2 separate regions of the Mus musculus genome follow, and region 1 is linked to region 2. Evidence: chromatin contacts called from public HiChIP or PLAC-seq data. All regions are on one chromosome and are shown on one strand. Each heading gives the region's core, a stretch centred on a gene start, on an enhancer-like site or on the middle of the called end of the contact. The rest is flanking DNA. Distances are from core to core; before and after follow the strand shown. Region 1 overlaps Ifngas1 (Ifng antisense RNA 1). Region 2 has its middle 54 kb from the start of Ifng.

The links. HiChIP or PLAC-seq counts read pairs in DNA pulled down with a chosen protein or histone mark.
Region 1: a contact with region 2 is called in a BATF HiChIP or PLAC-seq map of CD8 T cells, with 10 read pairs. The contact joins two enhancer-like sites. A contact is called at or near these places in 3 of 15 datasets of contacts at CTCF or cohesin (CD8 T cells, large pre-B cells and pro-B cells), 9 of 484 Hi-C or Micro-C datasets (CD4 T cells, Th1 cells, cerebral cortex and 5 more) and 3 of 115 datasets of contacts at active chromatin or transcription factors (CD8 T cells, fibro-adipogenic progenitors and memory CD8 T cells).

The regions. Positions count from the first base shown.
Region 1 is chr10:118,547,466-118,552,833 of GRCm38.p6, reverse strand. All of the region lies in intron 1 of Ifngas1 (Ifng antisense RNA 1), which reads left to right. Among named protein-coding and RNA genes, the nearest start is that of Ifngas1, 6.4 kb to the left of the region's middle. Within about 2 kb of position 2,478, at least 22 of the 459 cell types and tissues checked have an H3K27ac peak or open chromatin away from gene starts, as enhancers often do. A contact at or near this core is called in CD8 T cells, where this site is marked.
Region 2 is chr10:118,384,549-118,389,222 of GRCm38.p6, reverse strand. No RefSeq gene overlaps it. Among named protein-coding and RNA genes, the nearest start is that of Ifng, 54 kb to the left of the region's middle. Within about 2 kb of position 2,277, at least 3 of the 459 cell types and tissues checked have an H3K27ac peak or open chromatin away from gene starts, as enhancers often do. A contact at or near this core is called in CD8 T cells, where this site is marked.

The sequences.
Region 1 (5,368 bases), core at 1,229-3,728, 160 kb before region 2:
GACACCAGCTAATGGCACAGAGACTTATTAAGTTTATTATACCTTAGGCCTAGCTTAGGCTAACTCCCAGATAGCTCATCTAACTTAATTAACCCAGCTATTCTAGTCCATGTCCTGTGCTTGGCCACTTCTCTCTCTCTCTCTCTCTCTCTCTCTCTCTCTCTTTCTCTCTTTCTCTCTTTCTCTCTCCCTCCCTCTCTCCCTCTCTCTCTCCCCCTCCCTCTCCCCCTCTCCCTCTCTCTCCCCCTCCCCCTCCCTCTCTCCCTCTCTCTCTCCCTCTCCCCCTCCCCTTCCCTCTCCCTCTCTCCCCTTCCCTCCCCCTCCCCCTCTCCTCTCTTCTTCTCTCCTCTCCTCCCCCCCCCCTCTCTTCCCTCTCTCCCAGTATGCCCAATCACCTTTGTGTCCCACTGGTGAATCTTCCCACCTAGATTCTTCTCCCAGAGACCCTCTCTCAGACCAGAAGTCCTGCCTCCCCTTTCCTGCCCAGCTATTTTCCATCAGATCTGTATTAAGCCAATCAGTGACTGAGGAAGGTGTAGGTTTACAAAATACTGAGGCAGAGGATGGACCATAAGAATAACAATACCAAAACTCTCTGCCAGTATAGAATTAATAATTGAATATTACAAAGACAACCTTCACATAGTGCACCCCAACAAAAGTAACCAGCACAGCATGTTGCGACGATGCTTTAGGAAGTGTCAGATTTCCTTTGGATCCATTGCAGAACATTACACACTTGAAAGTGCACAAAATATAACACTACTCCCCAGTGCCATATGAGAGATGCTAGATCTGCATAATTTCATCCTTTACAGTTTGGACAGAGGTGTTAATACTGGAAAGGGTTTTTTTTGTTTGTTTGTTTCTTGGAGTTGAAGATTGGTGCCACAGAGCCTTACCAACAACCACACCATCTATGGTGATGTATGGGAATATTTTGACCTCACAAGAATTGAGAGCCATTCCATAGAGTAAGGTATTCCCCTATGATAGCAGAGATTCATCACATATGCTCAATTGGGCAGTCCTAGGAGCTAAAGATGAATTCAGTTAAATCTTCATAGAGTGGTGACAATCTCCTTAACCTCCCTTCAGAAAAGAGCCCTGGGCCCCAGGAGAGGAAGCTCTAAAAGATGATGAGCTAACTGAATGCTTTCTTATCCAGTGTGGGTATAGTGCAAATCCGTCCCAAAGCACCAGGCTCATTAACATCCATCGAAGCATCATTACACTCATCTCAGAAGCTCAACAAGAAGAGCAGTAGGTGGATGACAACACAGGTCTTCTCCCCCTATTGAACTCTTATTACATCTGTTAGAATCAGAACCAAAAATGTATTGATTGGATCAAAACATCTAGAGTGCATGTGTGCATATAGATATGTACATACGTATATATACATGTATATGTGAGTTTACATATATACGTGTATTTATGTATGTGTATGTATGTATATATATATATATGTATGTATGTATGTTGATATGTATATATGTGTGTATTTACATGTGTGCGCTGCTTTACCCCAACGTGTTAAAACCCCATCCATATATACAGTTCCTTAAGAGTAGGAGAAAACTGTTTAAACTTTCAAAACATTTGAGCAAATATGTGTGCAATGGCCACACTATGTATCTAGCAAATTGTTTAATAGTATTAATCTGACAAAAGTAAGTTACTCCAATAGATAACTTTAGAATCTCCTTCTGGAAATAAAAAAAAAAAAAGAAGATTGACATGTTCATGTGTGTAGTGCAAGTAACACTGTGTATTCCAGGAGTTTGGAAGGCAATATGACTTCATCACTCACTCAACAAACATGCATTAAATGCTCGCTAAGGGCTGGATTTGATACAAGATCTATAATCCAAAATTGCCTGTGAGGCTCTTCTCTCCAGATTGTATGCAGCATGAGTAAGAAATTTCAACATGGCAGGGTTAGTGTCAGAGCTGAGGAAGGAACACAAGGTAAAGGTGTGGGGAGGAACCCCACCTCTACTCAGAGTAAACCATGGATCCCATGAACAACTCAGGTGAGTGGGGCAGAGGCATTTTTTATTTTTAAGGCTCACAGGGGCTATTTGGTGAGCCAGAGATGAGCTTTTTATTAGTTTTCCAGCCAGAGTTTAATTTTACAGTCGTGCCAAACAATGAAGTACACGTTACAGGAAGTTCTTGTTATGTCTGCACAGCTTTCTGGTCTACCTCAGGGAGACTCCTCATCCAGCTGTCCTGCTTACGTTCCTACTCAGCTCCCACAATTAATGCTGGGGCTTGTTGTGTTTTGAATGAAAATGCTCCCCAAAGCCCATAGAAAGTGGTACTAATAGGAGGTGTGGCCTTGTTGGAGGAAGTGTGTTACTGAGGGTGAGGCTGGCTTTGAGATTGCAAATGCTCAAACCAGGCCTAGTGTTACTTTCTCTTTCTGCTGCCTGCCAATGAGATGTATAACTCTCAGCTGCTTCTCCAGCACCACGTGTGCCTCCCCCATGCTTTCTCCCATGATGATAAAGGAGCAAAGCTCTGCACTGTTTAGTTCAGCCCATTGGCTAACTAAATTTAGTTCACTTAATTGGTGAGCTTCAACACCAATGAAGTGCTTTCCTTCACAGGAGTTGCCTTGGTCGCGGTGTCTCACACACCAATAGAAACCCTAACTAAGACAGGGCTTTAGGTCTGTCAGGAGAAGGAGAGAGAGGGGCAGCTTGCTCCCCTTCTTTTGCTAGCAGAAGAAACAGAGCAGTTCAGGGAACCTGCACCTTGACCACTCAGAGTGACTAACAATGAAGGCCCTTGATTTAAAAGCTTGTTTGTCCATTTCTTACCTTGTGACCTTGGCAAATCTGTTCCTTTGCCTTAGTCAGAATTGCCTAACTACCACAAGAAATAAATCAAAGTTTAAAGGCCTAACACAATCATTTATTTTTTGTACAGCTCATGAAAACACATTAACTCAAACAGTAAAACAAGTTGTAAAGATCTCAGACTAAAATATTACATACAGGATTAGTATTTAGTATTTACATACGTGCTTACACACACACACACACACAATTCATTAGAAAACCCGGTAACAGAAAAACCCTTATTTACAATAACAGTGAAGAAGACGAAATACTTAGGATCATATTTAAAAGTACATAAACTCTGGAAAACTACGTGAGACAAAAACAGCCATGAGAAATGTCAGAGTGAATCTGGACTGACACAAAGGTGTTTCAAGGCATTATGAAGCATGGCTTCATCTCATGAATGTTGACTCTGTTCAGTGCATAAATCTGACTACATCTCAATAAAATATGAATCAGTCTTTATATAGAAGTAAACACACTCATGTCCAAAACATGTGGAGAAACAAACAACCAAAAATCCCCAAATAGCCAATAAAATACTAGAAAGAACATAGGAAAGACTGGCTATACCAGACATTAAAATACTCTATAAAGTCCTTGTGATTAAAACAGTATGAAGCTGGGCAGTGGTGGCGCATGCCTTTCATCCCAGCACTTAGGAGGCAGGCAGATTTCTGAGTTCAAGGCCAGCCTGGTCTACAGAGTGAGTTCCAGGACAGCTAGGGCTACACAGAGAAACCCTGTCTCAGGGAAAAAAAAAGCTTTAAAACAGTATGGTGCTGGTGGAAGGCTGGATACGGAGACTCTGTGAGTGGATCAGAAAGCACAGAACTAGATTCCAGTACATTTGGAAGCGTAGAACAGAACATAATAAAAGTGGCATCACAAATGTACTAGGAGAAAAATAAATCAAGGGATGGCTCAGGGGTAATTCAGTATCCATTAGAACAAAATAAGATCAGAGCACACATCATGCCATATGTAAGCATGATCCAGAATGTAACTGAGATATACAGATAAAAATTAAAACTCCCGGGAGAAAGCATGAATAAATTCCTGTGTGTAAGGAGCAAATTCTTAGCAATGTCTCATGACCCAGAGACGTTTTATGAAAACATAGATCTGACTAAACACAAATAGATTTGTTTTCTGTATAACAGAAAAGATCATAAGCAAAGTCAAAAAGAGTTGATAAACTTTTTTTAAAATGCAAAGTACATCTACCCAGACACAAAATACAAATATTAGTACCACACAAAGAATTCTTAAAATTTTGGAAGTGTCTGTGGGTGTAGCTTAGTGGTAAAGCACTGTCCTAAAATACACAAAGAGTAGGGTTCAGCCCCTGGCCTGAGATAGTTAGACACATAAACAGATAGACAGACAGACACACACACACATACACACACAAGTAAATAGATGATAGATAGATAAATAGATTACATAGGTACATACAGATTTAGATTTCATACACATGTATATGGTTTTTGAAAACACTTTTTGATAGTTTTGTTTGATGAGAAACTGCGAAATAATACTGGATGCAAGACAAGCATACAGAAGTTAGCTTCTAAATACTAAATACTCTTCTCTAATAGAAGAAACCAAGGATCCTTGAAAAAAATTAATAATTTCTATATTGGAGCAGGGGAAGAATAAGATTATCCTAAAATACACGATGGCACAAAAGGCAAACAAACAAACACAAACCTCCCCTCACAAAAACAAAACAAAACACCTCCCAAAAGAGCCTCTAATTCAAAGAACAAAAGGAGTCACACTAAAAGTGATACCTAATGATTAAATATGAGCCACCTTGACGGATAGTCAATGGTAACTGTGATGAATGATAACATACAAATTTTCCTGACTCCATCCAAATACATAAAAGTAATTAACTAATAGATGGGGCTAAAGGAGGCTCTTCTTCCAAGGAGAACTCCAGTTAATGAATGTCAAGGACGTTGTCAAGTAGACAAATCCCCAGTTGGAGATGATGACAGGCCGACATATGAGAAAAGGGTCGTTTTATAGACCTAAAGTATCTCTCCACAGGATGCTGACCAAGTAAAATGCCAAAACTATCTATTTTACATGAAGACAACTGTGATGGTTTGAATATGCTTGGCCCAGGGAGTGACACTATTAGGCCTGTCCTGTGGGAGTAGGTGTGTCCTGTTGGAGGAAGTGTGTCACTGTGGGGGTGAGCTTTGAGACCTTCCTTGTACCTGCTTGAGAGATTTGTCTTCTCCTATTTGGCTTTGGAACAGGAGGTAGAACTCTCAGCTCCCCCAGGGCCACGTCTGCCTGGATGCTGCCATGTTACCATCTTGATACTAATGGACTGAACCTCTAAACCAATTAAATGCTGTCCCTTAAAAGAGTTGCCTTGGTCATGGTGTCTGTTTAACTAAGACAATGATCAGCAAGCACCACCACTTTAGCCAAGTATTCAGCATCAACATCCCCCAAAATAAAAAGAAATCAAGAAAATGGACCTCTCGATAGGACAC
Region 2 (4,674 bases), core at 1,028-3,527:
GCTGAGAGGATCCAAGGGAAGGAAAAAAGTGGGTTGTCTCCTATAAGATCTGCTTAGCCCCCTGGGAATGGGGGGCAGAGAGTGAGGTAAGGCTGATGGGATATCAGAGATGGGGCTAGGAATAGAGGACTGGACAGCAGATTTGAGGATAAGAATGGGGGACTGGACTTGAGGGAATGGAAGGAGAATGATCTGCAGTTAGTCCACCTGGCTTTCTGTCAGGCATAGCCAGTGGGCTTTTAGGTGGTGCTAGTTGGAGTTGGGGGCTAAGATAGAGCAATGAAAGGAGGGGGAGAAACTAAGAGGGGAAGAGCTTTGTGATCCACAGAGATGGGGGCCATTCAGCAGTTGGTCTGCAGCAGAGCTGGGGGATGAGACTAGGAGATTTTATAAGAACCAAGGGGGAGTTAAAGATCTGCAGTTGGCCTCCCAGCTTCCCTAGCCAGAGTCTCAGATAAAATCTCTAACTTACTATGTTATGAAAGTCACATTGAAATCCATGGATGCAGAGAGTCTCATACTGTGAAAAGTCATGGTGTTCGGGTTTGCATCTCACACCAGAATCTTCTTTAGGAGACAACCCTCAGCCACCATTACAATTATTAGAAACCATTACTTCCTGGAAGGCTCTTCTCTGCCCTTAAACGGTAGCTGCCTATTAGGAAGTTATACCCATCTGAAGCCCATTCTCTTGCAACATGTACGTTCCAGCTCTAAACCTTAGCATACAGAGACACCTTGGTCCAGCGTCCACAGAACAGGTGTATTGCTTAGCATGCCTGGTGAGGAAGGAGAGGCCTTGACCTGTCTTGTAAAAAGTAAAGCCTTGCAGTAAGAGACATCTGTGACCAAGGTTGAGAGCATCACAATCATGAGGATATAAACGTAATTCCAAAGCACTTGTTCAGCCAAGATGAGATGCAAGATCTCACTACAATGCATCACTATGAATGCTTGCAGACTTCAGTTCCTCTGCACCAACCCCATATCACCAAGTTGGCCATCAACCAGACCTGAACCATTTTAGTTCCTAAATCATCTCCCAGTTTTATGTCTTCTTTTCCAGCCTTATGGCCACCCAGTTATTCCACTGGATGTTTTAAATGGATGTCTGGGTACCTCCTATGTAACAAGCTCTATGCTGAGCACTAACATAGTGGTGAGGGAGACTTATCTCCTTCATTTCTTGTATTCTGTTGGTGAGGCTTGCCACTGAGGTTCCTGTTTGTGATGGTTTGTATATGCTTGGCCCAGGGAGTGGCACTATTAGAAACTATGGCCTTGTTAAAGTAGGTGTGCCACTGTGGGTGTGGGCTTAAGACCCTCATCCTGGCTACTTGGAAATCAGTCTTCCACTAACAGCCTTCAGATGAAGATGTAGAACTCTCAGTTCTGCCTGCACCAAGCCTGCCTAGATGCTGCCATGTTTCCACCTTGATGGTAATGGACTGAACCTCTGAACCTGTAAGCCAGCCCCAATTAAATGTTGTCCTTATAAGAGTTGCCTTGGTCATGGTGTCTGCTCACAGCAGTAAACCCTAACTAAGACATTCTTCAAGTTCCTAAACTTTTCACTCCTCAGTTGAACATGTGTAACATGATGAACACTATTCTGCAAACATGTTACACAAGCGTCATAGAACCCTAGGGGTGGAAGGAGACATACTGACCTCGTACTAAATCTTGATGGTATGTTACCTCAGACTTTACCTCTTCACAAAATGTGTGCCATCTGGATCTCCTTGATTTTTCTGTGTTGCACTGTCTTCCTGGTTGCCTTCATATCCCTTCCACTCCCACTATGAAACTGTTACAAAGAAACTTTGGGTTTTAATTATTATGATGGCCATTGCCAGGATAGCACTAGTAGTAGACTGCAAACATTCCATGAGTATTCACAGAATTCACTGGCTTTCGTGCGAGTCTGGATCTCACAGGCACAGAGGAGGGCAGGCAGTCTTGTGGATTCTTGCAGGGTTCTGCCATTGCCAACCCCATCTGCATCTGCTTCTGGGTTCTCCCGATGCTCTCCTTGCTTCACCCAACCCGGCTTGCACTTTTTGCTCCTCACAGTGGGTTGCACATCTGCATAATCTAGAAGCTTCCTGCGATGATGGGAAGCACTTCCTTCAGCTTCCCCTGCTGTGTATATTCACACCAAAGCTGTATCACCGTGGCTACTGGACCAGGGATATACAAGGACAAGGGCCGTAGGACCTAGCTGATGTCCTCCGTCAAGGGCCACGGTCGTCAGAGCCATGGGATGACTGATAGGGTGAGTGGGGTCTGTTCACCATCTCTGGAAACAATGACAGGAAGCCTGAAACCAGTTTCAAACCTGAAGGTCGTGGCTTGACTTTTTCTAAACTGGCATCTGTGGGCAGGTTAAAATGGGCTGGTTCTAATTTTAATGTATTTCTAAGCCGGACCAGAATGAGGCAGAGGAAATTCATTAAAATGCAGTGTTTGCCAATATGCCAGTCAGGCTCTCCCCAGAAGCTTGTGAGATTCCCCCTCTGTGGAAAGCTTCGAGTGTGCTGCATCAGTAAGAACACCTCTATTTAGGTAGTCTATTTTTGAAACACCCCAAAAGTTGTAGGGAGGCAGGAGGAACTTTACCATTAATCATCTAACGTCCACATACTAAGTACTTCCTTGCTGGTGGCAAACGTATATTACTCAACATCACTGATATCCACAGACCTTAAGGAAAAAAAGGCTTCTAAAGAAGGATGTGTCACCGAGACAGGCCACTGACAGACCTATCTTAGCCACGTTGAAGACAGTTCTTAGAAAACACTGAGTACTCTCAACGTAGATCAAGGAGAGTCTGTGCCCCTTCTCCAGTTGCCAGCTCCTCTCACTATCTCTTCCCCCATCATGATTGTCTAGTAAGGAGATGGGTACCCCATATGAACTCCCCATAGATGTAATATGTGGGACCACTGTGCTTTGATAAAGAAGATGGAAGTAAGTAATTTTGGATTGTGAGACTAATTAAGGAAAGGTTGTTCCTAAATAAACAGAGAGAAATTTTGCCCAGGGTACCACAATGTTGCCTATAAACAGCAAGTACTTAGGGAATGCCTTGAGAAGTGAACTGGATGGATGGATGGATGGACAGAACATGAGAGCATATCTGCCCATGTGTTCTGACATGTGCCTATAACAGGGAAGCAGAGTCTCAAATGCCCAATATAGCCAGATTGAAATCCTCAGTTAGCTGAAGGGAGACCTGTGTGAATGAGGCTTGTAGATGCCTTGGAAACCATAGCACTTTTGTTTGGGTTGCCTCCATCTTCTCCTTATCACACAGCACTCAGAGAAAATCATCAAGGTTTAGCATCACCACACCCTGGAAGCTACTCTACAACAGCACACTATAATTTCCTTAGTTAAATGGGTAACAACCAGATCAGACAGGACATATTAGTTCATTTACTACTTGGAATGTTTCATTAGGAATGCATTGGCCTGGAAATGAAAACCAAATTGTGATTCAGGAGAAAAAAATCTTTTTATTTAATGTCAAAATATGTTAAGTTCACACACTAGGCATCATTAGAGGTCATCTGACCCTTAAGTAGACAATAATGAAGTCGATAGAACCCACTAAGTATAAATGACACCACATTATATCACAAAAATCTGACATGTTTCTTTAGTAGATTTTATGAGCTAAGTTGTTATATTGTTTCTATCAAATTTATACAGTGCCATAATGACCAGGATGGCAACATTCTTTGAACACACACAGAAAATGTACAAATTCGTGACAATCCCTTTAGCTCCAAAACCTTGCTGTGGCAACTTTGGAATCATCCGACATAGCAGTCAGTATCCTATGCAAAACTTTTTAAAGAAATAAATACATGGCTGTGAATTTATCTCTAGCGGCACTCATCATATGTCAGGGTTACTGTCAAATCGGTGTCCTTGGTTTCTTGGTTTACGGAAGGCTTTCTAAGAGCTCTTGATTCCAGAAGAATATTCAGTTTCACTGATACCTTTATAGATTCCTTTGTTTTCAACCTGTAGATAAAAGCAAGCTGAAAGGCCATAACCAACCTAAAGAAAGATGAAAAGCCATATCTAACCTCCATCCTCTGAGACCATCCTGATGACTGTAGTTCTAACTCTTCATCAGTAGATGGAGACTATTACAGAAACCCACAACAGGTCAAAATGCAGGGGGCACCGGTCATAGGATACCTGGTCCCAGTTTTTACGTTTTAAACACAACTCCTGTACTTAAAGATCAGGGAACAACACATCGTGTAAGATGGGACAGGAAGATTGGAAGAGCTGATAGCTGAAGATGGCCTAGTCGGCCATCATTGGGAAGAGAGGCCACTTGGTCTTGCAAACTTTATATGCCCCAGTACAGGGGAGCGCCAGGGCCAATAAGTGGGAGTGGGTGGGTAGAGGAGCAGGGTGTGGGGAGGGCTTAGGGGACTTTCAGGATAGCATTTGAAATGTAAATGAAGAAAATATCTAATAAAAATTGAAAGAAATAAAAAAGATTGGAAGAGCTGGAGATCCTGGAAGTTGGCTGCAAGATTGTGTCTTCTGTATATACCCATGAAATCTCAGGTATATGACTGCTTAATTAAGACCAAACAATGACACCAGTTGCCATGCCAAAGTGAATGGGGAGTACCTCAGAAGGCCTCA